7 separate regions of the Mus musculus genome follow, and regions 1, 2, 4, 5, 6 and 7 are each linked to region 3. Evidence: chromatin contacts called from public HiCAR-type, HiChIP or PLAC-seq and promoter capture Hi-C data. All regions are on one chromosome and are shown on one strand. Each heading gives the region's core, a stretch centred on a gene start, on an enhancer-like site or on the middle of the called end of the contact. The rest is flanking DNA. Distances are from core to core; before and after follow the strand shown.

The links. Promoter capture Hi-C pulls out the DNA fragments that hold promoters and counts their contacts. HiCAR-type assays count read pairs that join an accessible place to other places. HiChIP or PLAC-seq counts read pairs in DNA pulled down with a chosen protein or histone mark.
Region 1: a promoter capture Hi-C map of cranial neural crest shows a contact between it and region 3. The contact joins the promoter of Rpl29 here to the promoter of Dnajc13 in region 3. A contact is called at or near these places in 3 of 39 promoter capture datasets (cranial neural crest, hippocampal neurons and pre-B cells).
Region 2: a contact with region 3 is called in a promoter capture Hi-C map of liver, with 2.4 times the contacts expected there. The contact joins the promoter of Tex264 here to the promoter of Dnajc13 in region 3. A contact is called at or near these places in 4 of 39 promoter capture datasets (hippocampal neurons, liver and stem cell-derived epiblast-like cells).
Region 4: a HiCAR-type map of astrocytes shows a contact between it and region 3, with 5 times the contacts expected there. The contact joins the promoter of Dusp7 here to the promoter of Dnajc13 in region 3. A contact is called at or near these places in 1 of 39 promoter capture datasets (pre-B cells) and 1 of 115 datasets of contacts at active chromatin or transcription factors (astrocytes).
Region 5: a promoter capture Hi-C map of hippocampal neurons shows a contact between it and region 3, with 2.6 times the contacts expected there. The contact joins the promoter of Rad54l2 here to the promoter of Dnajc13 in region 3. A contact is called at or near these places in 1 of 39 promoter capture datasets (hippocampal neurons) and 1 of 115 datasets of contacts at active chromatin or transcription factors (stem cell-derived neural progenitor cells).
Region 6: a contact with region 3 is called in a HiCAR-type map of astrocytes, with 6 times the contacts expected there. The contact joins the promoter of Rrp9 here to the promoter of Dnajc13 in region 3. A contact is called at or near these places in 2 of 115 datasets of contacts at active chromatin or transcription factors (astrocytes and embryonic stem cells) and 2 of 9 other capture datasets (adipose tissue and liver).
Region 7: an H3K4me3 HiChIP or PLAC-seq map of embryonic stem cells shows a contact between it and region 3, with 5 read pairs. The contact joins the promoter of Dcaf1 here to the promoter of Dnajc13 in region 3. A contact is called at or near these places in 1 of 39 promoter capture datasets (liver) and 1 of 115 datasets of contacts at active chromatin or transcription factors (embryonic stem cells).

Annotation. Positions count from the first base shown.
Region 1 is chr9:106,427,863-106,431,283 of GRCm38.p6, forward strand. It overlaps Rpl29 (ribosomal protein L29), which reads left to right and starts at 1,549. Exons shown (of 3, transcript NM_001324534.1): 1 at 1,549-2,152; 2 at 2,446-2,510; 3 at 3,207-3,421. The coding sequence starts at 2,116.
Region 2 is chr9:106,684,062-106,687,451 of GRCm38.p6, forward strand. It overlaps Tex264 (testis expressed gene 264), which reads right to left and starts at 1,891. Exons shown (of 6, transcript NM_001081654.2): 1 at 1,774-1,891; 2 at 868-934.
Region 3 is chr9:104,261,576-104,264,816 of GRCm38.p6, forward strand. It overlaps Dnajc13 (DnaJ heat shock protein family (Hsp40) member C13), which reads right to left and starts at 1,355. Exons shown (of 56, transcript NM_001163026.1): 1 at 1,124-1,355.
Region 4 is chr9:106,366,866-106,370,034 of GRCm38.p6, forward strand. It overlaps Dusp7 (dual specificity phosphatase 7), which reads left to right and starts at 1,767. Exons shown (of 3, transcript NM_153459.4): 1 at 1,767-2,458. The coding sequence starts at 1,933.
Region 5 is chr9:106,787,669-106,790,852 of GRCm38.p6, forward strand. It overlaps Rad54l2 (RAD54 like 2 (S. cerevisiae)), which reads right to left and starts at 1,545. Exons shown (of 22, transcript NM_030730.2): 1 at 1,312-1,545.
Region 6 is chr9:106,475,550-106,478,981 of GRCm38.p6, forward strand. Rrp9 (RRP9, small subunit (SSU) processome component, homolog (yeast)) reads left to right here and starts at 1,760. Exons shown (of 15, transcript NM_145620.4): 1 at 1,760-1,885; 2 at 2,122-2,204. The coding sequence starts at 1,799. It overlaps Parp3 (poly (ADP-ribose) polymerase family, member 3), which reads right to left and starts at 1,400. Exons shown (of 11, transcript NM_145619.3): 1 at 944-1,400; 2 at 250-433. The coding sequence starts at 426.
Region 7 is chr9:106,820,071-106,823,504 of GRCm38.p6, forward strand. It overlaps Dcaf1 (DDB1 and CUL4 associated factor 1), which reads left to right and starts at 1,854. Exons shown (of 24, transcript NM_001373930.1): 1 at 1,854-2,021.

The DNA of each region.
Region 1 (3,421 bases), core at 299-2,798, 2.2 Mb after region 3:
GTCACCCTGCCTGGCCTAGTCCTAGCTTTGTAGCTTAAGATGATCTTGAGTCCCTGATTCTCCTGCTTCTGTATAAAACTTAGGCCCTATACACTGAGTGGGTGGTGTGAGCTACCATGCCTTTCTGGAGATAGGGTCTTTCTACATAACCCTGGCTGTCCTAGAACTCACTACATAAACTAAAATCACAGAGGCTTGCCTGCCTCTGCCTCGTGAGTGCTGGGATATCCTGACATTATAAAAGTTTTTTGGAGCTGGGCAGTGGTGGTACACGCCTTTAATCCCAGCACTTGGGAGGCAGAGGCAGGGGGATTTCTGAGTTTGCGGCCAGCCTGGTCTACAGAGTGAGTCCCAGGACAATCAGGGCTACACAGAGAAAAACCCTATCTTGAAACAACAACAAAAAAAGCTTTTCGGAGACAAGGTCTACCTGAATTACTCAGGCATCTCAGACTTACAATTCTTCAGCCAGTAGCTGTGATTACAGGCCTGTTTTCACCTCTCTAGCATCATCTCACATCTAATATATGTGAAAAGAAACCACGAGGGCTGGTGAGATGGCTCAGCAGGTAAGAGCACCCAACTGGGGCTGGTGAGATGGCTCAGCAGGTAAGAGCACCCGACTGCTCTTCCGAAGGTCCAGAGTTCAAATCCCAGCAACCACATGGTGGCTCACAACCATCTGTAACAAGATCTGACGCCCTCTTCTGGAGTGTCTGAAGACAGCTACAGTGTACTTACATATAATAAACAAATAAATAAATAAATAAATAAATAAATAAATAAATAAATAAATAAATCTTAAAAAAAAAAGAGCACCCAACTGCTCTTCCGAAGGTCCTGAGTTCAAATCCTAGCAACCACATGATGGCTCACAATCATCCGTAAGGAGATCTGACTCCCTCTTCTGGAGTGTCTGAAGACAACAACACTGTACTTACATATAATAAATAAATAAATCTTAAAAAAAAAAAAAAAAAGAAACCACGAAACTGCCACTCTGGGGAACCAGCCCAGGCTGTTGGAGTAGACTTGGACTATCGTTGCCGCTTTTCTCTCTCTAATTTTCGGCACCCTAAATCCAGTCTATTCTTTTCCCTAGTACATTCTTCACTGTCTTCAGGCAGCCAGCGCCCTTGTGTGGCAGTCTGCATGAGTCTCATAGCTCTTCTCCTCTCCTCTGCCCTCTCCAGTGCATTCCACACAGGAGCCCGGTGAGCTGTTTAAGAACACAGATTCTTCGCTCCATTAACATTCATCCCTCAAAGGCCCCCTCGGCTTTCAGAGTCTTTGGAAGTCTAGCCCAAGAGCAAAGTAGGCACTGGAGGAAGAGAAGGAAGCAAACACGGGCTGGCCGCCGTCGTGGTCCATGCTAACACCACGCTCTTAACCCCAGTAGCAAAAGCCTGCTGTTGGAGGATGAACAGTTATAACCCAGTCTAGGCTACACAGCAAGAAAGACCCGCTCAAAAAATAGCGGGGAGGGGTTAAGCAAAGAAAGAAATCTGTGACGCTAAGAGGGCGTGGCCAGGCTCTAACCCCTCCCCTTTCTAGGCTTCAACTCTTTCCGGCCTTGGAACCTTTTTTCTCCGCCAGCAGTGAGGGAAGCTTTTCCGTTGGACTTTCCGGCGGTGTCGGCCCTATTTCCCGTGCTGCACTGCGGGCCTTTCTCTTTCTCTTCCGGTCTCCGGCGCTGCGGGAGCCGCGGGTTACCGTGAGTGTTGGCCTTACGGCATCCGATGACATCCGTGACTACAGGGCGGCGGCGGGTCGCGAGGCAGGCGACACGGGTGGCAGGAAGGACAGGGCGGGCAGCTGCTTGGCTATGGGGCATCGAGATTGCCGGGCGGGGGTGGTTCCCGGTCGTCCTCAAGGAACGGATGGCGGGGAAAGCCGCCCCGGGGCCGGCAAGCTCAGTCTCAGGACCGACCTCCTTGCTCGCGTTTGAGAGGTGGGGTCGCGTTTTGTGAGTGTTGCCAGGCTGGCGGGTGTCGTAAATCGGAAGCGTCTGCTGCAGCCTCTGGTTTCTTCATGTTACCCCAGCTCAGGGCGGCAGAGGTGTGCCGGTCTGGGGAAGCCCAGAACTGATCTCGTGGCTTTCTTGCAGGTGCAGACATGGCCAAGTCCAAGAACCACACCACACACAACCAGTGTAAGTTCCTTGGGCTCCGGCTGGCGACTGTACCCCAGCGAGGATTGGGTTAGGGTTGCTAGATCAGAGCTGGAGGGAGGGCAGGTCACCCTTCAGGTGAGCCTTGAAGATGATTGTGTGTTTAGCTACTTTGGAGATTACAAATTTGGGAGCCAGGAATCCGCTTAAAAAGCCCATAGTGCTTTCCACCCATCCTTAGTGTATTCTCAAAAGACTGCCAACCATGATGTTAGGTGGTCTTATTGGAAGATACCTCATTTTTTTTTGACCTGTAAATATTTGTTACCCTACAGCCCGCAAATGGCACAGAAATGGCATCAAGAAACCCCGGTCGCAAAGATACGAATCTCTTAAGGGGGTGAGTGATGACAGTGGGTCATAAACTATCCCTTGGCTCCAGGTCTACAGGGTAGGGCCTCTTGTAAGTCATGTCTCCTCCACCACCAGCGTGTGTGTTTCGAGCTAGGATTTCTCTGTGTAGTCCTGGTTGTTCTAGAACTCACTATGTAGACCAGGCTGGCTTCGAACTCTGAGCTCTAGGGATTGTGTTGCCTAGCTTCTCCTTGTCTCCCATGTCAGACTCAACAGAAAAGCCTTCCTTGACCTTCCCAGCCCCTGGTGTAATCTCCTGAGAACAGAACTGCTTCTCTTGCTCCGTGGAGCCTTGAGGGAGGGAGGGAGTCGTTCTGTATATTGGGTACCTCATGGTCTGCGTCTAAACGCAACTCTAGTTCTGTACATTTGATTGCACCCAGATAATAGACTGGGGATAACTGAGGCTGTACTAGGTCTGTTTGCTGCCTGCAACCACGCTCTCTGATGTGAATCTGATGGACTAGGCTTGGTATCTGACACTCAGCTGAGGTGGGGGGGTGCCCCTAGACAAGTCTCAGGAAACAGCTAGGTTTCCAGAAGTTCACACCCACACCCTCCAACCTTTTTGTGGTTAAGGTTAACTTACTGTTGTTTTTACAGTAACATATTTGTGACCAGGGACTTAAGGAAGTGAACCGGGCCTGTTATATGCTACCTCATACACCTTTTCTGTTCCCAGGTTGACCCCAAGTTCCTGAGGAACATGCGCTTTGCCAAGAAGCACAACAAGAAAGGCCTGAAGAAGATGCAGGCCAACAATGCAAAGGCAGTGAGTGCGCGCGCAGAGGCCATCAAGGCCCTGGTGAAGCCTCAGGCCATCAAGCCCAAGATGCCAAAAGGCCCCAAACTCAAGCGGCTGGCTTTCATCGCTCACCCCAAGCTTGGGAAGCGGAT
Region 2 (3,390 bases), core at 641-3,140, 2.4 Mb after region 3:
ATCCAGGGCTACATAGAGAAACCATCTCGAAAAACAAAAACAAAAAGTAAAAGGTTTTAGAGCTGAAAAGACAATGCTTTATTTAGCCCTACAGAAAACTTAGCTCTATTGATATATGAAGGTTCTGAGTGGAAGATATGCTAAAGTCTGTTTTTGGAGTCAATGAGCACACAGAACTGGCCTTACAAAGAAGCCAACTCTGGTGTCAGGACACTCCCACCGGTCTCCTCATGCACCCTGTAGGTCTGCCTGTAAGCTTCATTATCTTCTCTGTTTGCTCTCTCTGCCCTACTCATCCCACCTCCGGTTGGTTTCATTCTTCTCTTCTCTGATAATGATCATACCAAATCTTCCACTCATTCTTGATATAGGCTAGGCACTGTCTGAACCCTGAAACTCAGCTATTTCACTAATCCTCAAGGAGAATCTAAGAAGGTAGGTACACATCAGGAAATAAGTGGTTGGAGGTCAAGATGCTTGCCCAAGGTCACATAGGTATTACACTGAGCCACCTGGACCAAAACACAGGCCATGGGAACCCAACAGTCTAACCGCCGTTCACTGACAGTTTTTCCCTCCTCTGGTTTCCAAAAAGGCACTTCATCTTTTGGCCCTCGCTTATCTCAAGGCTAGAAGCTCTCAATATCTAGGCCATAGCCTGTCTTGGGAGTGACAAGCACTGCCACACACTTCTGTTTAAGGGAACTTAGCTCCCAACCTGTCTCTTCCTTCCACTTCGCAAACTGTTCAGAAAAAGGGGGCTATGTTTCTGCCCATCCCCAGAGCTTTGGTCAGCCAAGGAAGAAGTAAGGCAAATTTCCCCACACCCAATAGAGAAAGGCGAGGACAGGGGATGGGAAGGCTCACCGAAAAAGTCAGGCTCACTTTTAGCAACTCATAGCATCCAGTCCAGCAGGGCTCCAGTACTCCGGCGCTAGGGGGGCAGAAAGGAACAGTCATCCCAGCCCTAGACACAGGCAGTGAGCAAAGCAGGCCCTGAGTAACCCTGTTCCAGGGAAAGCCCACAGAACGGGGACCCGTCTACAAACGCGCCAACCCCACCCTCAGATCGCGCGGGGGGGGGGGGGGAGTCAGGCCAAGTCCAGCTTCACAACGTCATGCCTATGATCTTCACTGGGCCCGACTACCACACTTGGCGCCAACGCAACCCCTGCTGCTGACCTTGGGCAGCGTGTGCCCTCTCTTGGGCCTCAGTTTCCACTAATGTCAGAGGTGCAGGGTAGAGATGACTTCCTTGGCCCGCAAGCGTCGGAGTAGGGACTAGGCGCAGGCTTCCGGAGGCCGCTCACGTGCGCTCTGCGGAGGGCCGGGCCCTTAAAGGGACCTGCGCCGGCGAACTTGGGTGCTAGCAGCCGGGGGGCCTTGGGGTCGCCGCTTCGTGCTGTCGGCTTCCTGCCGCCCCGGCTCGCTTCACGGCCTCCTGCACCTCTGCAACTTCAGACACGCTAAAGTTTGGAGCGGCGACGCGACGCGCGGCCACAGGCAGCGCTGCTGAAAGGTGAGGGCCCCGCCCGTTCCCCTCTAGTCCCACGGACCCCGGACGTTCCCGCACCCAGCACCGAGGCAGGATCCGCGCCGAGAGGTCAGGACCGCCTCCCCGTCGCTTTCAGGCCCGGGAAGCAGGCTGGGCCAGCAGTGAGTCAGACGCGGGGCAGAGGGCGGCTCAGGCCGCGGGGAGCAGGCGGGAGGGGATGAGGGGGAGCCCCGGCAGACACCCCGTCGGGAACGCCTCGCCTCTGGCCCCGCCCTCACCTCAGCGGCGGCCCCACGGACGCGGACGGGCGCCGGAGGAAGATAGGGGCTCAGTCGTGGAGCCTGTGTGCGCTTGCCCCTCGCGCTCGCTCCGCCCCTTTCGCGGCGGGACGTGACCGTGGCTGTGGGCGCGTGCGCTCCAGATTTGGAGGGCGGAGGCCTGCCCCGCCCCGTCTCCTTGGTAACATGCACGCCTCCCCCGCCGCCTCCCCCCCCCCCAGCTGGGTTGGGCCCACAACACACATTCCTGCTTCCAATGAAGGGGAACTCCTGAAGGTGATCAAGCAACAACCAACCAATACCCCAAGGTATCCTGGCCGACAGGGAGGGAAGGGAAGGCGCAGGGGTGAAGGCGGGCTCCAAGCACCGGGAAAGTCAGCCTGTTTGCCTGCTCCAGAAGCCCAGGAAGCCAAAGCGGGACTGAATAGTGTTTGTGCATTTTAGAGAGGATCCGCACAGCAATGTCGGCCTCTTACTAACTGAACCAGTCTTACTCTCGCCACCTTCCCTCAGAACCTTCTCAAGTCTGGCCGCTTGCTCAGGTCTTAACAGCTGAGGAAGCTATGGATAAACAAAAGATGCTCTGAACAATCTCTGGAGAATGCAAATTTAAGTGTCTTCACTCAGCCACCCATCAGGGATTCTCTGAGCATAGGGACGACCATCCCTCCATCCAACCTTTATTATGGAAACACTGAGTGAACCAAATGAAAGCCTTGGCCTCCGGAAGTTCACTCCAGGGAACACCTCTTTTCAAAGCTTCTACTTCACAGCCCTGGCTGTGGTTGCTGGGAGTTTCTACTAAGTTAATATAACTTAGGTAACTCCCAAGTCAAGGGTAAGCTCCTTCAATACAGGTTCAATCTTGAGCTAGGATCTGATGACCTATGAATCTCAAAGCACTGTACTGAGGGCACCTCCTGAGACGCCCAGATCTATGCTGGAAGTGAGGAAGGCCACTATGCTTGTAAACTTGGCTGTTTATAAATCTTGATGCCAGACAGGCTGGGCCAAGGACTATATTAGTACTTCTGACAAGATTGCTTTATGGAAAGTTGATCACCCAAAGAGCATATAAGATGACTTTGGAAAAAGCCAGCAGCCATGGGGTAACATGTGATCTTGAATGTCATCCACAAGACAAATGTCCCAATGCTGTAGACAGGCTGGTAAGAAAAAGCAGCTAGCTACTCAAAAGTCTTCAAAGTAGAGAGGGCAGGAAAGTCATTATAGCTATTTTACCGTGAACATCAAACATGGTAATGATTGGCTGCTTCGGGCAGGTGGGCTGTACACTAGATAGGGTTCTTGAGACACGAAGGGCACATGGCCCAGGTTCAGAGCACATGTTAATTCTGTCTCTCTGAAACTCATTAGCCTGTGTCAGGAAATGACTGTCAGGAGACACTCTTTCTTCATCCTGCTGTCTTGGCTCACTTCCCTTAGCCTGGGTGGGAACTCTAGAACTCAGTATCAGAGTTGCAGGTATGCCTGAGGAATGTCAGCACTCTATTGTAGGAGAGCCTGCAACTGGGAATCAGCCCACCAGACTTCATCTCCCAGTGCTTCCAACAATGCCGGCTATCAAGTGACCACCAGGGGGCAACAGACTCCTTG
Region 3 (3,241 bases), core at 105-2,604:
CTGGCTCCTCTTTTTCTCCTTTAATTTGTTTGTACTTCCTGTTTCCAAACAAATGTGAACTCAGTGTTTTCTCAACTAGGACTGGCGGTCCCGTCCCTGAACGTAATGTGGTATTAACAGCCAGAGCCACCATTTGCGATATTGCAACTTAAACATTGGTTTATACTATATATGAAAATTAAAGGGGCTTTTATGCTGTAAGCTAAATTAAGTTAAACAATGAGGCACTAGAAACAACAACAACAAAAAAAAAAACTAAACTATAGAATAAACGGGAAAAGCAGATCGTGGAAGTAAAAAATCACTACTTTGGGAGTTCATCTCTGTGTTAGGGGGCGATTTTTATTTACATCATCCTTCCACCAAGTGATTAGGGAAACGGTTTCAAGGTAAGAGTGGCTAATTTAGCATCTTACAATAGGGGTTTTTTGGGGGGCGGGGGCACGCAGGTGTACTCTCAACACCCACTTCATTGGGCGTCCAAAGTGCTGCTTCACCTACACCAAAAGCCGCGTTCAGAGGTGAAATCACAGCCCAGCACGGGCAACAGTGAACAGGCCAGGCTACTTTACAAGAAGGAAAAGCCTTGGGGGGAAAACTTGGTGTTTGATAAAGGACTTGAGGAAGAGAACAGCAGCTGCCCCTCCTTTCCCATCAAATCGAAACAAAACTGAGACGAGGAAAAAAGAAAGAAAAAAAAAAAAAAATCGAGTCTACGCGGGACCCCAGAGGAAGGAAGCAGGACCGCTAACCTAAGAAAACCGGAGGCGCCGGCATCCAGGAGGGAATCCCGAGGGCGGAGCCCACAGGGGAAGGAGGTGTGGAGTTGAGTCGGGGAGAGTTGCCGAGAGAAGTGGGGGACAGGGATAGTGATGGGAGAAAAGACGGCCAGGCAGAGAGAGGGGTGGGGCTGCCGGGCAGTGCCCCGGGCAAATGTCACTCAGAGCCGGGGGAGGGGAGGGTCCGAGCGCAGGGATCCCTGGACGGAGGATCGCGGCTTCAGCAGGTTCGAGCCACACACAGCAGCTTAACGCCGCCCGCTCTGGGGTCCCTGCCCGGAGCCCCCGGGTCCCCGAAGGTGGGAAGCGGCATCGCAGAAACCCAGAGCCGGAGGCGGCTTTACCTTCGCAGGAGGCTGGAGGCGCTCCAGCCCGAGCTCCGCCCGCCGCCGGCTCCACGTCTTGAGTAGGATGGAGGCGCCGCCGGCCCCGTCCCCTCTCGCTTTCCTTTTCCCCGCCGGGGCCTGTCGCCGCGGGTTCCTGCGCCGCGGCCCCCACCCCTCCGCTCCTCCCTCTGCCTCTCAGAGGCTCGCCCTGGACGCCGCCATCTTCCACCAGGCTTGCGAGCGCTGAACCCTAACGCGCGTGCGTGGCCGCCGCCCCGGCCGTCACGAGACCCTGTCAGCTGACCTCGGCGCTTCCGCCTCGCGCCCCGCCCTCGGGAGCACTGTGCTCCCTCCCTCGGTGGCCCATTCGCCGTCTTCCGGGAAGCGCCGCGTGCGCGCCGCCCGCCGTTCCGCCTCTCGGGAAGTACGCGTGCGCTTAGCGAAAGAGAGCCTTGGCCCAAGCAGAAGGCGAGGCGCCACGCCCCCTGGAGCGGTCCGAGAGGCCACGCCCCCTGAATCCCTGGAGACACGCCTCTCAGCCAGACGCTGGCATTGGCTACTGTAACTCTGCAAAGGAGCAGCTCTGTTACCTAGCCCTAGTCTTCAGTGTCCTGGCGCATCCACGAAGCCGTCGAAAGCCTCAGTGCGCATCTCTGGTTTAGCTGCATCGTGGGCATAACTTTTACTCGCTACTGACACACCCTGAACGCGGATTTAAGTTTTGAGTGTTCAGGGAGATAATGGAGACCGAAGCCTCAGAGGTCAAAGGCCTTTGCGGGTGAAGTGTTGGGACAGTTAACACTGCTGCCTTCCTGGACCTCTGATCCCAGAGCCAGGATTTAATTGGCCAACTACTTAAGGTCAATTAACTTGCAGCCGTCTGAGATAGGGATTATCCTCTATTTTCAGATAATAAATTGATGTGTAGTTCCACAGTAGTAGACTTAGTATTTGAGCTCAAGTAAGTTGACTCAAGAACTGCTCTCTGGATAGGAACTCACTGAAACTATATGAAGAGGGGAACTCAGGAGAGTGACAGTATCAGAATGAAACAAAGTTACAGATGACAATTGTGTCAGAGCTCTGAGCAACAGACGGTGTCTCATCTAAGATGTGAGAGGGGCAGACTACCCTCTAAAACGTGATTCTGTGGGGGGAAAAAAACTTGTATGGACACACAGTTCTAGGTTTAAATGCTCTGGTGAGCCTAATATTATTATTGTGTAGCAACCCTGGAACTGGAATTTCTCAGGGACCCCGTCTGTGGTTGAATCGTTTCATAGATGGAGGTTTTGGGATGAAAAACATGTAAAATGGTTTCTACAGACTTGACTTTTTGGCCGACTGACCCATTTGTGTTACTGGAGACGACTAGATTTTTCCTTAGGAAGGCTTTCCCACACTGTCCCAGTGAAATAAAAGTGCCTGTGAGCAGCCAGAAATGGCTTGCTTGGAAAGATGAGACCTGAAGTAGAGTGGAAAGGGGAAAAAACAACAATGAAAAACAAAACAAGATGCCCTTGGCCTATCCCAGGGTAATAAAAGCATGTGCTTACGTGGCTTTGTATATGTTACAGACCCTTAGAGTATTGCCAGAACTAGGTGTGGGCGGTCCTATTTCTATTTGGTAAAAAAGGCTGACCCAGAGTTCCTAAGTGACTAAATCAAGGTGAGGTTCATCCAAAAGGTTGAGCCGAGATTTGGCCCCAGACTGTAACACCCAGGTCATCAAACTACTAAACCCTTGACACTGCCTCTCTATTTAATATTTGGAACCAAATAAATGGATTCTCAGAGGTGAAAGGAGCTTAGGTAACATGAACTGCCTCCGTCCCCTGTAGTGGAAAATTCCCTGCCTCTGAACGCATCCTGAAGTGGAGAAACTGTATTCTTCCCATAAGCCTTCTCTTGCAGAAATCATTTCCAGGTTTGAATGGTTGGTTTTGCTCTTCTCTCCTCCTCCTCCTCCTCCTCCTCCTCCTCCTCCTCCTCCTCCTCCTCCTCCTCCTCCTCCTCTGTGTCCCAGCCTTTCATTATCTGCCAGTCCACCTGCCCATATCATCGTATCCCACCCTTTCCTGTGTTTCCACCTGCCAGCCTCTGTGCTGCTTCCTCATTTCCCTTAGTGAGATTTGC
Region 4 (3,169 bases), core at 517-3,016, 2.1 Mb after region 3:
AGAGAAAGGTCTCTCTCTGGGTTTGATTCGCAGCACCACACAGCGCTTCACAATCATCTGTAATCCTAGTTCTGTGAGATCCTACCGTCTCTTCTGGCCTCTGTGATCCATGGACATTCAAATAGAGAAAACACTTCAATCTTTTTAAAAAATTTAAAAGAAGCCGAGAGGTGATGGTGCACACCTTTAATCCTAACACTTGGGAGGCAGAGGCACCCAGGCCAGCCTAGGCTACAGAGAGAATTCCAGGACAGCCAAGAGTACACAGGAAACCCGGTCACCACTGCTTAGCGCTTAGCAAAACTGAAACCAAGAAGGGAGACTGGTACTCAGGATATACCACACATCACCAATTGGCAGGACAGATTGGGACTTAACACTTGGCCTCTGGAAGCTGTCTACCAGCTGTGTCCAGGACAGTACTCACAAAAGGGTCAGCTCTTTATATCTACAACCCCTCCTGACAAGACCCTCCCTGGCTGCCCTACTGTGGCCTTTCTCTAAGCGAATGTAGAAGAGGGCTCCTGCGGCTGAGAAAAAAAGGGAGGGGGGAGAACATTTAATTGGGAGATGGAGATTGAAACTGTAGCCCGATCGGACACCCCTGACACCGCAATCCCGGGTTAGGGTCAAGTTGGCTCAGAGATGACTAGCCCGGGACGGAGTGAGGGACTAAGCCTCAAGTTGGGATCCCCAGCCTGTTAAGAGAATGCACTCGGGGCTTGGGAGGAACAGCTCCCTCCAAGGAAAGACCGCCTTGGTCTGGTCAAAACCTTGCGGTCGGTCCTGCCGCTTTGTTTGAGCCCTACCTGCAGAGCCACGTACCTCCTGAGCCCCACCCGCCTGAGAGCCCGAACAGCACGCTGGACGAGGCCCCGCCCACTTCCAGCTGGGTGGACCCGCCGCGGGACCCGCCTCCTTTCCCCGCAGCCTCTTTCGGCGGCGATTGACTATCTGCCGAGCGCGTGCCCGCCTACCGCGAAACTTGATTGGTGCCTGGAGAGAGAGGTAGGCGAAGGGAAGCTGATTATGGAGCGCTCCCTCCCTCCTACCCGCCCCAATAGGAAAGTCACGTGGCGCTTCACTCCGGGCCAGTCACCACCGCACTTGTAAAAGCTTTCTTAAAGAGCTCGCGTTCCCTTACCCAGGGTTGGTCCTTTCAGAATTCCTCCACTTCTGCCTGCGATTTGCGAGAGCGGTCCTTGAACACCCCCCCCCCAACCCAAGTCACCTATTCCCTCAGCAGACCCTCCAACTCAGGTCTGGAACCTATGGCCATCAAGGGTTGGGATGATGCGGTCATCTGAAACTAAGACCGCCTAACACAGAGCACGACACGTAGTAGGAATTCAGTTTCCATTTGTTGAATGAACGCTATCAGAGAATGAATGAGGATAACAGACAAGAGGAGGGAAGACTGGCTCTGGGTGACCGCCCCCTGCCCCCAATCCTGAAGAAATTCTGCTTCTGTAAATGTTAGGTGGGGTCCCAGTGCAGCCTTTCTGCAAGGCACAGATGTAGGCGCTCAGCCAGAGATCTGCGAGGCCGCCTTGGCTCGCCCCTGGGCAGGTGGTAGCCAGGTCCCGGCTAGGCGGGCCCGTAGGAGCCGGCCGAGGGCGCTCCCGCGCCGCTTGCGGGGGAGGGGCTGCGGAGGCGCGGTGCCTTTAAGCCCAGGCGCCGGCCTCACGGCCCCGCCTCCCGGAGGACGCCCGGGCGCGCGGCCGCCGGAGCCGCGGTTTAATTGGGGCTGTCAGGCCGCGGCACGCGCGGAGGGCCGGCCGGGCGGGACTGAGGCCGGAGGCTGGGAGGCCGGGGCGGCGGGCGCGCGGCTCGGCGGGAGGCGGGCGCCCGGAGACGCGGCTGGGGCCAGCGCGGCCGGGGCGCCGTCCCAGGGCTGGGTTGCCCGGCCCCGGCCCCGGCCCCGGGATCCCCATGAAAAACCAGCTCCGCGGGCCCCCAGTGCGGGCGCACATGTCGACTTCGGGGGCGGCGGCGGCGGCGGCGGCTGGGGGCACTCGGGCGGGGTCGGAGCCCGGTGCGGGATCTGGGTCCGGCGCAGGCATCGGAGCGGGAGCGACGACGGGAGCGGGGGCCATGCCCTGCAAGAGCGCCGAGTGGCTGCAGGAGGAGCTGGAGGCGCGCGGTGGCGCGTCCCTGCTGCTGCTAGATTGCCGGCCGCACGAGCTCTTCGAATCGTCGCACATTGAGACGGCCATCAACCTGGCCATCCCGGGTCTCATGCTGCGCCGCCTGCGCAAAGGCAACCTGCCCATCCGCTCCATCATTCCCAACCATGCCGACAAGGAGCGCTTCGCCACGCGCTGCAAGGCGGCCACCGTGCTGCTCTACGACGAGGCCACGGCGGAGTGGCAGCCCGAGCCCGGCGCCCCCGCCTCCGTTCTCGGCCTGCTCCTGCAGAAGCTGCGAGACGACGGCTGCCAGGCCTACTACCTCCAAGGTGAGGACAGAACCTAGACCCCAGGCGGTATTGGGGCTGCGCCTCTGCTCCCTGGCGCCCTCGCTGCAGGCTGTTTCCTTTCCACTCGCTTGGCCAGGCCGGGCGCCACGTCGCCCCTGGTCCGAATCCGCCCTTCTGGGAGCCATCCCCTAAGGTGTGGATTTAGCCAGGCACAGGGAACCCGATCTGTGTTCTCTTTCTCAGCACCGTTCAGTGGCTGAAACAAACTTTCCCTTTCCTATTTAATTTTTTTCTCTGTGGATGGGTAGACAACAGCGCACAGGCTCCAGTTGAGCTCGGAGGAAGGGAGAGATCGGTACTGGAACCCAGAAAAGAGCAGGGCCCACAGGAATTTATGTCATTAGGAAGATAGGATCGGGAAGGTACCTTTTTCAGTATCACCCACCCTCCAGTGCATGGGCCCGTTTATGATGGTTTCTCTGGGATCCCACTATGGCCCCTATCAATCAGAATCACGGCTTGGAGGCACTTCTGCAGATGTGTGGGCAGTGGCCCAGGTGTGAGTGTGTGTGTGTGTTGGGGAATGGGGAATGGGCCTCAGTTCGCTGCCCCTGAGTTTATGGAAGGGGGAGACAGGCAGCTTGCCTGCGGGCCAGGGGGTGAGGGGAGCTATTGGCTGCAGCCGGTGTTTCCAATTAACATTCCAAAATGGCCTCTTGCTGGCAGCAGACAGGCTGGGAGGGGAGGGGA
Region 5 (3,184 bases), core at 295-2,794, 2.5 Mb after region 3:
AATTTAGGGGTCTAAAGAGCTTTGAGCAGCAGAAATTATAAAGATTTTTTTTCACATCCTCCTCTATAGTTACATATATTAAAATATACCAAAAAAAAAAAAGTTAGTGAAGCCTTTTACATTAGTTTGGGCTTAGAAGAATTGTACTGAAAGCTCCAAGAATTACAACATACTATGGGGTCTAGGTTTGTGGATCATTACAAACAATAGCCACAGTGCTAAAAACAAAATATGAGTCACAATTCAAAAAAGAGGGCAAAGGGGGAAAAAATGAACAGAGAAAAGCTTTAAAGTCAAATACCATTAAGAAATTTGTTACTTAAATGACTGCCGGCGACAGCCACCACACTGACTTTGGAGTAAGAAGGAAAGGTCCACACTGTCCTCTCCTCTAGAACAAATTCATTAAGCCCCCCCAAATACCCATTCCAGCTTCAAAGTCCAGGCATCAACAGTCAGCCACATCCGCCAGCAAGAGCAGTAATCTAACAGATCTGAGTCACACACTCCCCCGCAGTAAGAGGTCATTCTCTAGCAGGAAGCCCACTCTGCAAAGTGCTCTTGTTCTACTCCCAGACAGCCACCATGACCCACATAAAGCCAATTCTTCGACCCCAGAAGCTGCCGGCCATCTTCTCCCTCCCTCCCCAGCTCGCATCGGCCTTTTCCTAACCCAATGCAGCTAACACTACTCCTGTGACAAGTTTCCTACCTGAGAACCACTCTTAACTCGGATACATCTTAGCCGTGAAGGATCCATCTAGCTCCTAGCTCAACTCTTTTGTGCCCAACTAAGCTCGTGCCTTTCCAGGAACTACTCACCAATTACCTCAGAGAAGCTAAACTCTCCATGCCTCTTCTCCCCAAACCCGACTCAGCCTAACAAATTCTCAGACGGCCCGAGGGAGTTCAGAGACCCACACCTATGTCCACTAGGGACCAAGCCACAGGGGTCCCTAAAATTCGAACCACAATCCCTCTCCCTCAAACCACGGCACGGTTTGCCGGTGTTATAATATAACATCAGGAGCGCATAGCCACTGTAGTTCAGTCTCGGTAATTACGACTGCCTTCCTTGACAACGAAATCCCAAAATATCAAGCCACTGAAGTCCCGGGTGGATGCCAAGACCCCCTCCAAGCCTACAGTCACTGGAGTTTCCCAGGTCGGACGCAGCTCCCCCCAAGGCCCAAGCCGCCAGGAGTAGCTTGCTACCCCAGGCTGCTGCACGCCGGGGACTCTGGCCGCGTCCCCATTGTTGCGGGTCCCAGCGGCCCCGGCAGGGAGTAAGGGGACCGCAGGGGCTCTCACCTCCCGTGCCACGGATCCGGGCCGCACCGGACCGGGCTGGGCCGTAGGACCTCGCGTTCTGCCGCACCCTCTTGGACAGTGTCTGCGGCGGCGGGAGCCGGAGAAGCGGCTGAGGCGGGAAGCAGCCAGCCAGGCCCGGGCGCCGCAGGCTGGCTCTGGCCGAGGGTCGGTCTTCTCCGGCGGCGGCGCTCTCAGCCTCCGCTCGCGGTCCGCGCCAGAAAGCTTCCCCCTCCCGGCCCTCTCACCCGGCCACCCGGGCGGGAACACAAGCCACCCGCAGCAAAGTTCCGCTGTGAGTCCTGTTGTTCTTTCCCAGGGAAAGACACTAAACGGCGATTCTTGGGTGAGTAAGGTGTATTTACTACAGAGGACCTTTTCATGAATAAGTGAGACTAAAAAAATAAAATAAGAAATAAAACAAAATCGAAAACAAAAACAATCCCATGCTAGAACCTGCCTGGAACTGGTAGAGCCAACTGAATGGATTTTACTAACTACCAAAAACACACACTTATCAGTACAAATGAGCCTGAGCTCCTACACTTCTCAATTTGGTATTACGTCAAAACATACCGGGAACGAGATAGTGCGGATATGAGGTGTAAATTCGTTGAGGGTGCTGTCAAAAGTCAATGCTACTACAGCTGTAGCTTCCAACAAAAGTTGTTCTTCCTTGAATTGATGCATGCCATTGTAATTCTCGGTCTTCCTCCCTTCCTCCCTACCTGTCCGTGGTTCCTGTTGACTGCAGCTGTCTCCAGAAAACTAGCAGAGGCGACGGCCGAGTTGGGAGGGGGGAGTACTGCGGAGGGGGGATCGCACTCAAACGTAGGTTTCTCCCTGAAGTTGGAGATTGTTATGCTCCACTTTCTTATGAGCTGTATTGTTGTCTCTTTCCACTACATTACCTTGGCTCTCCACCCGCAACCCCCACCACCGCCAAAGTGAATATGAGCGAAAGATGAAAATATTGGGTATGTGGGTCTGGTTTTTTTTTTTTTTAAGTTTTTTTTGTTTGTTAGGTTCATTATTGGTTTTTGTTGTTGTTGTTTTGGTTTTTCGAGACAGGGTTTCTCAGAAATCCACCTGCCTCTACCTCTCAAGTTCTTGAATTAAAGGCATGTGGCACCAGTCCAGTTATTAGAACCATCTCTCAAATTACAAAAGTTTAAATATGTACAGATAATAGCCCTATAAATGACCAGAGGGACAAAAATGAGACCAGAGACTCTAAAGGAGCCTTACTTATTATCTCTCTTCACATAAGTGAGCTTATATGAAGAACTTATTTCTCTTTCATAACTGAGCTTGGAGTAACAGGAGCCAACAATGGCTCCCCGCCCTCCCCCACCGCCGTCCCGTTCCCCCCTCCCTCCCCGTGATAGAAGTTTCTTCTATTCTTTCCTCTCAGGAAGCCACTGTTCTGAAACATATAGATGGCTATTGATGGCTCTTCATTCAAATAAACTTAAAAGAGCTGGGCAGTGGTGGCGCACGCCTTTAATCCCAGCACTTGGGAGGCAGAGGCAGGTGGATTTCTGAGTTTGAGGCCAGCCTGGTCTACAGAGTGAGTTCCAGGACAGCCAGGGCTACATAGAGAAACCCTGTCTCAAAAAACCAACTCCCCCCCCCCAAAAGAGCTGGTCTTCCTTGCTAATAGTCAAGTGGATCTATTTTTGAAAGTTTTCTTTGTTTTCCTCGTGAAATTAAAAACGGATTAGGCTTTTTGGAAATTCAAATTGAACCTAGAAGGCAACAGTAGGAGAAGCCCTAATTTAAGGCTAGCCATTGAGAGAGAGAGAGAGAGAGAGAGAGAGAGAGAGAGAGAGAAAGGCATAAAAAGAGAGGGGAGAGGGCAGGAATGAGGAGAGGG
Region 6 (3,432 bases), core at 510-3,009, 2.2 Mb after region 3:
CAAGGAGGAGAAAGAAGGCTGTGGTCTGCCAGGCGGTGGTGGCCCACGCCTTTAATCCCAGCACTTGGGAGACAGAGACAGGCGGATTTCTGAATTCGAGGCCAGAGGCCAGCCTGGTCTACAAAATGAGTTCCAGGACAGCCAGGGCCATACAGAGAAACCCTGTCTTGAAAAACAACAACACAACAAAACAAGCAAACAAAAACAAACAAACAAAAAGGCTGCGGTCTGAACATGGCTTCAGCTCACCTGTATCCCGGGGTTCCGGCTGAATGGACATGAGGGGTCCACACGGATGACCCGATTATCAGCAGGTGCTGCTCTGAGAGCCTCGGCAGTGGACCGGAAGCTGTCCTCCTCCTCTGTCCCTTGTCGCCGCTTCTTGGAGCCCTCAGTCTGCACAGAGGCCTTTCGTTTTGGAGCCATGGTTCTCCTGGGGCAAGAGGTAGGGAGCGTTCAGATTTGCCCTTTAGGAGGCTGGCCTCCTACTCCTTGGTTTACATATCCCCATCTCCAAACCTGCACTTTGTACCTCAGAGATGCAGAAGCTTAGAGCCCGTCAGTTCTGCCCACCCTGGAGTTAGGAAGCAGTTGGCTCGAGGTGTTCCCCGAGGCAGCAGAAAAAGTGAAAGCCGGCTCACCCCACCCACGCTGGGGCCCTTCCCCTTCTAGAACATTTCCTCCTCCTGTCAGTCATCTGGCTAGGTTGCTGGGCTGAATCATCTGAGCTACAGGGGAAGGACCCTATAAGTTGCCCTTCTGCAGCTGGATCTACCTCTCTAGAGCTTAGGACCAAGTGGTGTAGCCTTTTGCTAACAGTCCTGAGTTCTGGGGTGCCAGCCAAAGTTTCAGGCTTTCAAGTGCCAGAGAGAGCAAGAGCCACTTTAACCTCACCCTTCCCTGCCCTGCAGAGGACTCTAGGGCAGGGCCAAAGGACACTCACCCAAATGAAACAGGACCCTGGAAGAGGTGGCTGTTATCCAGCCCGGTATCAGGAATGCTGAATGTGCCTCCTAAGAAACAAGTTCCAAGTCTGGGATCCCATCTAGCGACCCTTCGTGAGCCTTCAGCTAGTTTTTGGTAGGGATTTCCCAGCAATCACGTGAGGAGGGGAAAGAGCTTGGGGGTGGTGTAGAATTCCAGCTTTTGGCCGCTAGTGGGGTGAGTCAGAGGCTGGGTAGGCTGAGGTTGGTGGCCAGTCCCAGAGATGAAATGACAGTAATGTAGACGTATCCAAAGCCGCTCGGACTGACTGGCCCCTCATGCAGCTTTGACTAGGCACATACAGCATATATCCATTATTTGCCCGGTGATTTTGGCTCTGGGTTCGGATGCTGTCTCCTCTCCAGAGCTGCCTGAATTCCATTCCTTAAGTTTTAGAGTCTGGTTGTATTAGCTTCAATCGCTGTTCCAGCGGAAAAATCACAGAACCCCGCACCTCTGGCTCCACCTTGTGGCCATAAGACGCAAGCACCGCATGCCCTCCTGGCCCCACCCCTCCCTGCTAGTCAGGCGTTAGCAGAGCGCAAGCGCCACAGGCCCAGGCCGGAAATCGCAAGAGAGACTTGCTTCCTACTCCAGGCTGGCGCCGGAGCCTATAGGAGCTCTTGAAGGCGTGTCCAGCTGCGTCGGTCCAATAGACGTTTGGGGGCGTGGCAGGATCTTCTCAAGGGCCCAATGGAGCTGCGGAAGGTGGGGCCCGCTGCGCCGTGGGAACCTATCAGGGCTCCGGGTCTTGCCATGCGGCTGGGGTTTAGCAGCCATGTGAGTTCTTCGGGGTAGCGGCACCTTGAACAGTATGTCGACCGCCGTGGCAACTCGTAAGCGGGCAAAGCCAGCTCCCGGGCCCGGGGCGGCTCCGGTGGCCGGCAAGCGGCGGCGAAAGGTGAGCATGGTGTACTCTTGGGCGCGACCGATCTAGCTCCTGGGAGAGCCATCGTTCCATCCCAGGGCCCCCATCGGGGCAAGTATCTTTGCCAAGGGCTCCGTCAGAAGGAAGCCTACATCTCTTTTCTTCTATCCACCAAATCCTGGGAAACCTTCTACTTGGCCAGGGCCAGGTGCTACTTGCCTCTCTCAGTCCTGGGCCTCGTGACCAAGAGAGGATCGTTTGATTTCCAGGTAGACTCTGCTGCGGACAGGGGCAAGTCCAAGGGTGGCGGCAAAATGAATGAAGAGATTTCCAGCGATTCTGAGAGCGAGAGGTGAGTTTTTACCGGGAGGAAGGATAAACGGAGGCTCGTGGTGACTAGAAGACTCAGTGCGACTGGCAACAGAGCTGGGTGTTTGGCTCGAGATCCTGGGTCTACCCTCCAGTTTCCGGCAGTGAGATATCGTCGTTTATCTCTGATGTGTCTATGGGGAAGACGCTGGGCTCCTGTGGGAGGGAGAGCTTGGGACCTTTTTTCGCTTTATGACATGGAGGCAGGCACAGGTCTGGATTGATTGAGAGGCAAGGAGAGAACGGTACAGAACACATCCTCCTGTTCTTAATTCCATCTTCACACAGTACCACAACGACTGGTGTCCTTGGGCACCTTTTTGAGATGAGGTCTCTGTTGTTTTGCCCAAGGTGGCCTTGATCTCCTGGGTTCGAATGATCCTAGGCTTCAGCTTTGTACTGTCACATATGTAGCCTTCCTAACATTAGGGTCTTGTTTCACTGTTGCGAACACGGGTGAGCAGGCAAGTGGAGAGAGGCCGTGTCAGTGTCTGCAGGTGTGTATCTTGGAGACATGTGTTGTGAGAACAGAAGAAGCCTTTTAAAAAGTTGAGCCTGGAGAGACGAGGAGTGTCCTGGAGCGGTAGGGAAGAGGTTCAGGGACCAGAGACAAATCTGGGGTATTAGTGTGCCAGGGTGGAAGGAAGAAAGGATAAACCGGCAGGTGATAGGTACAGGCCAGGGTAGCCGTGAACTTAAGAGATCTGCCTGCTTCTGCCTCCCGAGTGCCAGGATTACAGACCTGGCTATCAGTTCTGCTTCTAAAAGTGAATATGTGGTGCCTTAATTTGCTCAGCTTTTTTTTTTTTTTTTTGGCAAGGTTTTTCCACGTAGCCATGGCTGTCCTGGAACAACCTGTATAGATCAGGCTGGCCTTAACCTCAAAGACATTGCCTGCTTCTGCCTCCAGGACCTGTGCTAAACACTTTGGGTATTTATTTATTTATTTATTTATTTATTTATGTGTGTGTGTGTACATGCTGATGCCCATGGGAGACCGAGGACATTGGAGCCCCTGGAACTGTCACATCAGGGGGTTGCGAGCGAGCCACCTGAGGGGTGCTGGGACTGAACCCAGGGTCGCTGTAAGAACAGCAGGAGTTCTTAGCCGATGAGCCATTTTTTTCCAGCCCATTCTTTACCACCTCTTAAGTCTTTTAACTTGTGTCACGAAATAAATGTGATAACTACAGAAGCACCACTCAGTTTTC
Region 7 (3,434 bases), core at 604-3,103, 2.6 Mb after region 3:
GTACACCAGGCTGGCCTCTAACTCAGAGATCCACCTGCCTCTGCCTCACATGTGCTGGGATTAAAGGCATGTGACACCATGCCCAGCGAAACTCTTCATTCAACATTACTACTTTTGATTTCTCCTCCATAAAGTTGGCTAGCCTTATCTGCCCTGGTGTTGAGAATAATGAGTGTAATTAAAACATTTGATTTAGGGATGGAGAGGTGGCTGAGCAGGTAAGAGCACTGACTGCTCTTCCAGAGGTCCTGAGTTCAATTCCCAGCAACCACATAGTGGCTCACAACCATCTGTAATGGGATCTGATGCTCTCTCCTGGTGTGTCTGAAGAGAGTGACAGGCTACTCACATAAAATAAATAAATCTTAAAAAAAAAACCATTTGATTCAAGTCTGCTATAGAGTCTAAATAAATAATGGTCATTATAGCTCAAGAGACAAGATTTCAGATGCACAGGAGAAAGCTGTGTTGTAGCAAGAGCGTGATTACAAGTTATATGCCTGTAGCACTGCTATTCACCCTCTAGAATTTGTATTTCAAGCAGCTGTTACTCCAAGCACATAATTGAGTGAGGAAGGAACGAAGTGCTCAGGTGGGTGGGGGTAGGGTGGTAGTGGATTTAAGCCCTAAGATACTGGCTGCTGCTTTTCTCTTTCTTTCTTTCTTTCTTTCTTTCTTTCTTTCTTTCTTTCTTTCTTTCTTTCTTGCTTGCTTGCTTGCTTGCTTGCTTGCTTGCTTGCTTGCTTGCTTGCTTGCTTGCTTGCTTTTCTTTCTTTTCTTTCTTTGTCTCTTCTTCTTCCCCTTCCTCTTCCTGCTTTTTTTTTTTTTTTTTCCAGAGGGAAATCTCTGTAGCCCTGGCTGTCCTGGAACTCACTCTGTAGACCAGGCTGGTCTTGAACTCAGAGATCCGCCTGCCTCTGTTTCCCAAGTGCTGGGATTAAAGGCATGCGCCACTGCCACTACCACTCTTCTGATACAGGCTTAGTAACAGCCGTAGAATCTGATCATGACAAGAGGTCCACAGTGTCTTATAATTTCCACAAGAACGTATTGGCTGTAATCGCTCTATGGAAACGCACAGAACTCGCTCAGAATGCCAAGAACAATAGTGAGTTGCATGAATCCTGACGTCTGGGTAGGTTTTGTCAAGATTCTGCTCAATTGTGGAGTTATCGTAATCTTCCATGTTATCACACAGAATCGCTGGGTCAAAACCAGATCCTTCCGATGCAGCTTCCCTTTGGTTTGTGAAGTTAGGCAAGTCATTTACTGTGGGTTTCATTTTCCTTAACTCTAAAATTGATAAATTGAATTAGATGGCCTCCGTGATTAGTTGTTTTCACCAAAGGGCTTTCATTTTTCTGCCTCACATATAATACATGGTAACTGATGTTTTTTGATTCCTGTCGAATATGTTTTTAACAGAAAGACAAAGGAAAACCGACGAATTTCTAACGAGTACAGTTGTTTCTGAATACATTTGTGTGAAATGCATTCTTTGACCCTGGCATCCTTCCGAGCCTGATGTGGCAGTGTCCTACTGAGCCCTTAGATGACACAGGGTAGAATTAAGTAAATTCGGGCAGCCCGGGCTTTTAGAAAGATCTATTCCTTCCTTTACTTTTCACTTCCGCCTTAAAGAAAACTACGAATCCCAGAAGTCAATGCGCTGAGGTGGTGCTTAATGGTAGGTCTAGCGCCATCATCCCTCCCCCGCCCTTAAACGCGGAAACTTCATTTCCCAGGAGCGCTTTGATGTCCCTCGGCTCCTCCCCCTTCCCCGCTCCGGAGCCTCGCGCCAACGTTACACACCCGCGCGCGCTGAGTGCGCGCGCGACCAGTACGTAGCCTGCGAGTGACGCATAATATGTGGGCCGCTCAGGAGCCGTGGTCGCGCTGTGTGTGTGTATATGTGTGTGTGTGAGTGAGTGAGGGAGAGTGAGTGCGGGACCAGAGGCAGTGTGTGAGAACCGTGGCCGCTGGAGGGGTCGGGGGGAGAAGCGGCGGAGCCGCTCGCGAAGGTGAGCGGGGTTAGGAAGGGGCCGGCTCTCTGGCAGGGGCACGAGGAGAGCGAGCGCGCGGCCCGCTGGGCGGGAGAGTGGGCGCCGCGCTGGGGGGAGGGGCGGCACCTGCTTCGGCTGCGGGCGGCGAGGGGCTGGGCGAGCCCACCGAGGCGGCTGGGCCCGGGGCCTGACGAGGCTCTCCTTCCGAGCCCGGGCCCGGGCCCGGGGGCGGGGCCTCCGGCTCCTTCCTCCCGTCCTGTAAAGAAGCCTCTTTAGAGTAACTCTTCCGCCGGGGTGTGGAGGGCAGGGGATGCTCGCCTCTACCTAAAGGAGGTGCTCTTTGAATCTCTCTCTTCCACTCCAAGTCTCTGTCCCTCACGGGACGAGGGGCATCTTCTTTCCCATGCCGCCCGGCGGACCCCTTCAGGAACGGTGTCCCCGCCTCCAGCCTCAGTCACCTGGGCGGGCTTTTCCCTCGGTCGGCTCCGTGCCACCTCCCACTTGCACCCTCCCGGCTCTCCGACCGGGGAGGGGGCGGAGCTCGGCGGGAACCCCTCCCACTTGTACAATGCAGTAGCGAGGGGACGGGGAGAGAGGTATGTGGGTGTCCAGACGCCCAGAGTCTGACCTAAGGTTGCCTGCCAGGTTTCCCCAGCGCTTATTCCGAGGGCTTTTAGTTGTTTGTTGGGCTTTCAAGGGCATTTGCCATACTTTGTCTTCTGTTCCTAGAAAGTGTCGGTCCGTTTCCTCTTACTGCTGTGGTTTTAACATTTGATGAGGAAATACTCTTGCGGTGTGTCTAGTAGTAGTTTTTGAGGAACAAATGACTCGTTTTTTGTTTATCTTACGTTGCTCTTTTTTTTTTTTTTTTCCCGGAGCTCATTGTAGTCTAGGCTGGCTTCGAACTAAGATATCCTTTTATCTCTGCCTCTAGTATTGTAATTAAAGGCGTCTGTTACCACTGCCGGGTTTGCTGTTTTTTTTTTTTTTTTTTTTTTAACTTTCAGGCAAAGACTTTTAAGTAGCATGCACGTTTTAACTTATTGTAGCACTATCTTCCTATTGCAAGCTTTTGAAGGCTTTTTTTCTCCTTGGATTTACTGGCATTTACCTTCAAGGCTTTTATAAGCATATGTACATTTCAGTCTGATCTCAAGATTTGTGTTTTTGTTTTTTGAGACAGGGTTTCTCTGTGTAGCCTTGGTTGCCTTGAAACTCAGTTTAGACTAGCCTGGCCTCGAACTCAGATCTGCCTGCTTCTGCTTCCCCGAGCACTGGGATTAAAAGTGTAAACCAGCCGGATGGTGGTGGTGCATGCCTTTAATCCCAGCACTTGGGAGGCAGAGGCAGGCGGATTTCTGAGTTCAAAGCCAGCCTGGTCTACAGAGTGAGTTCCAGGACAGCCAGGGCTACACAGAGAAACCTTGTCTT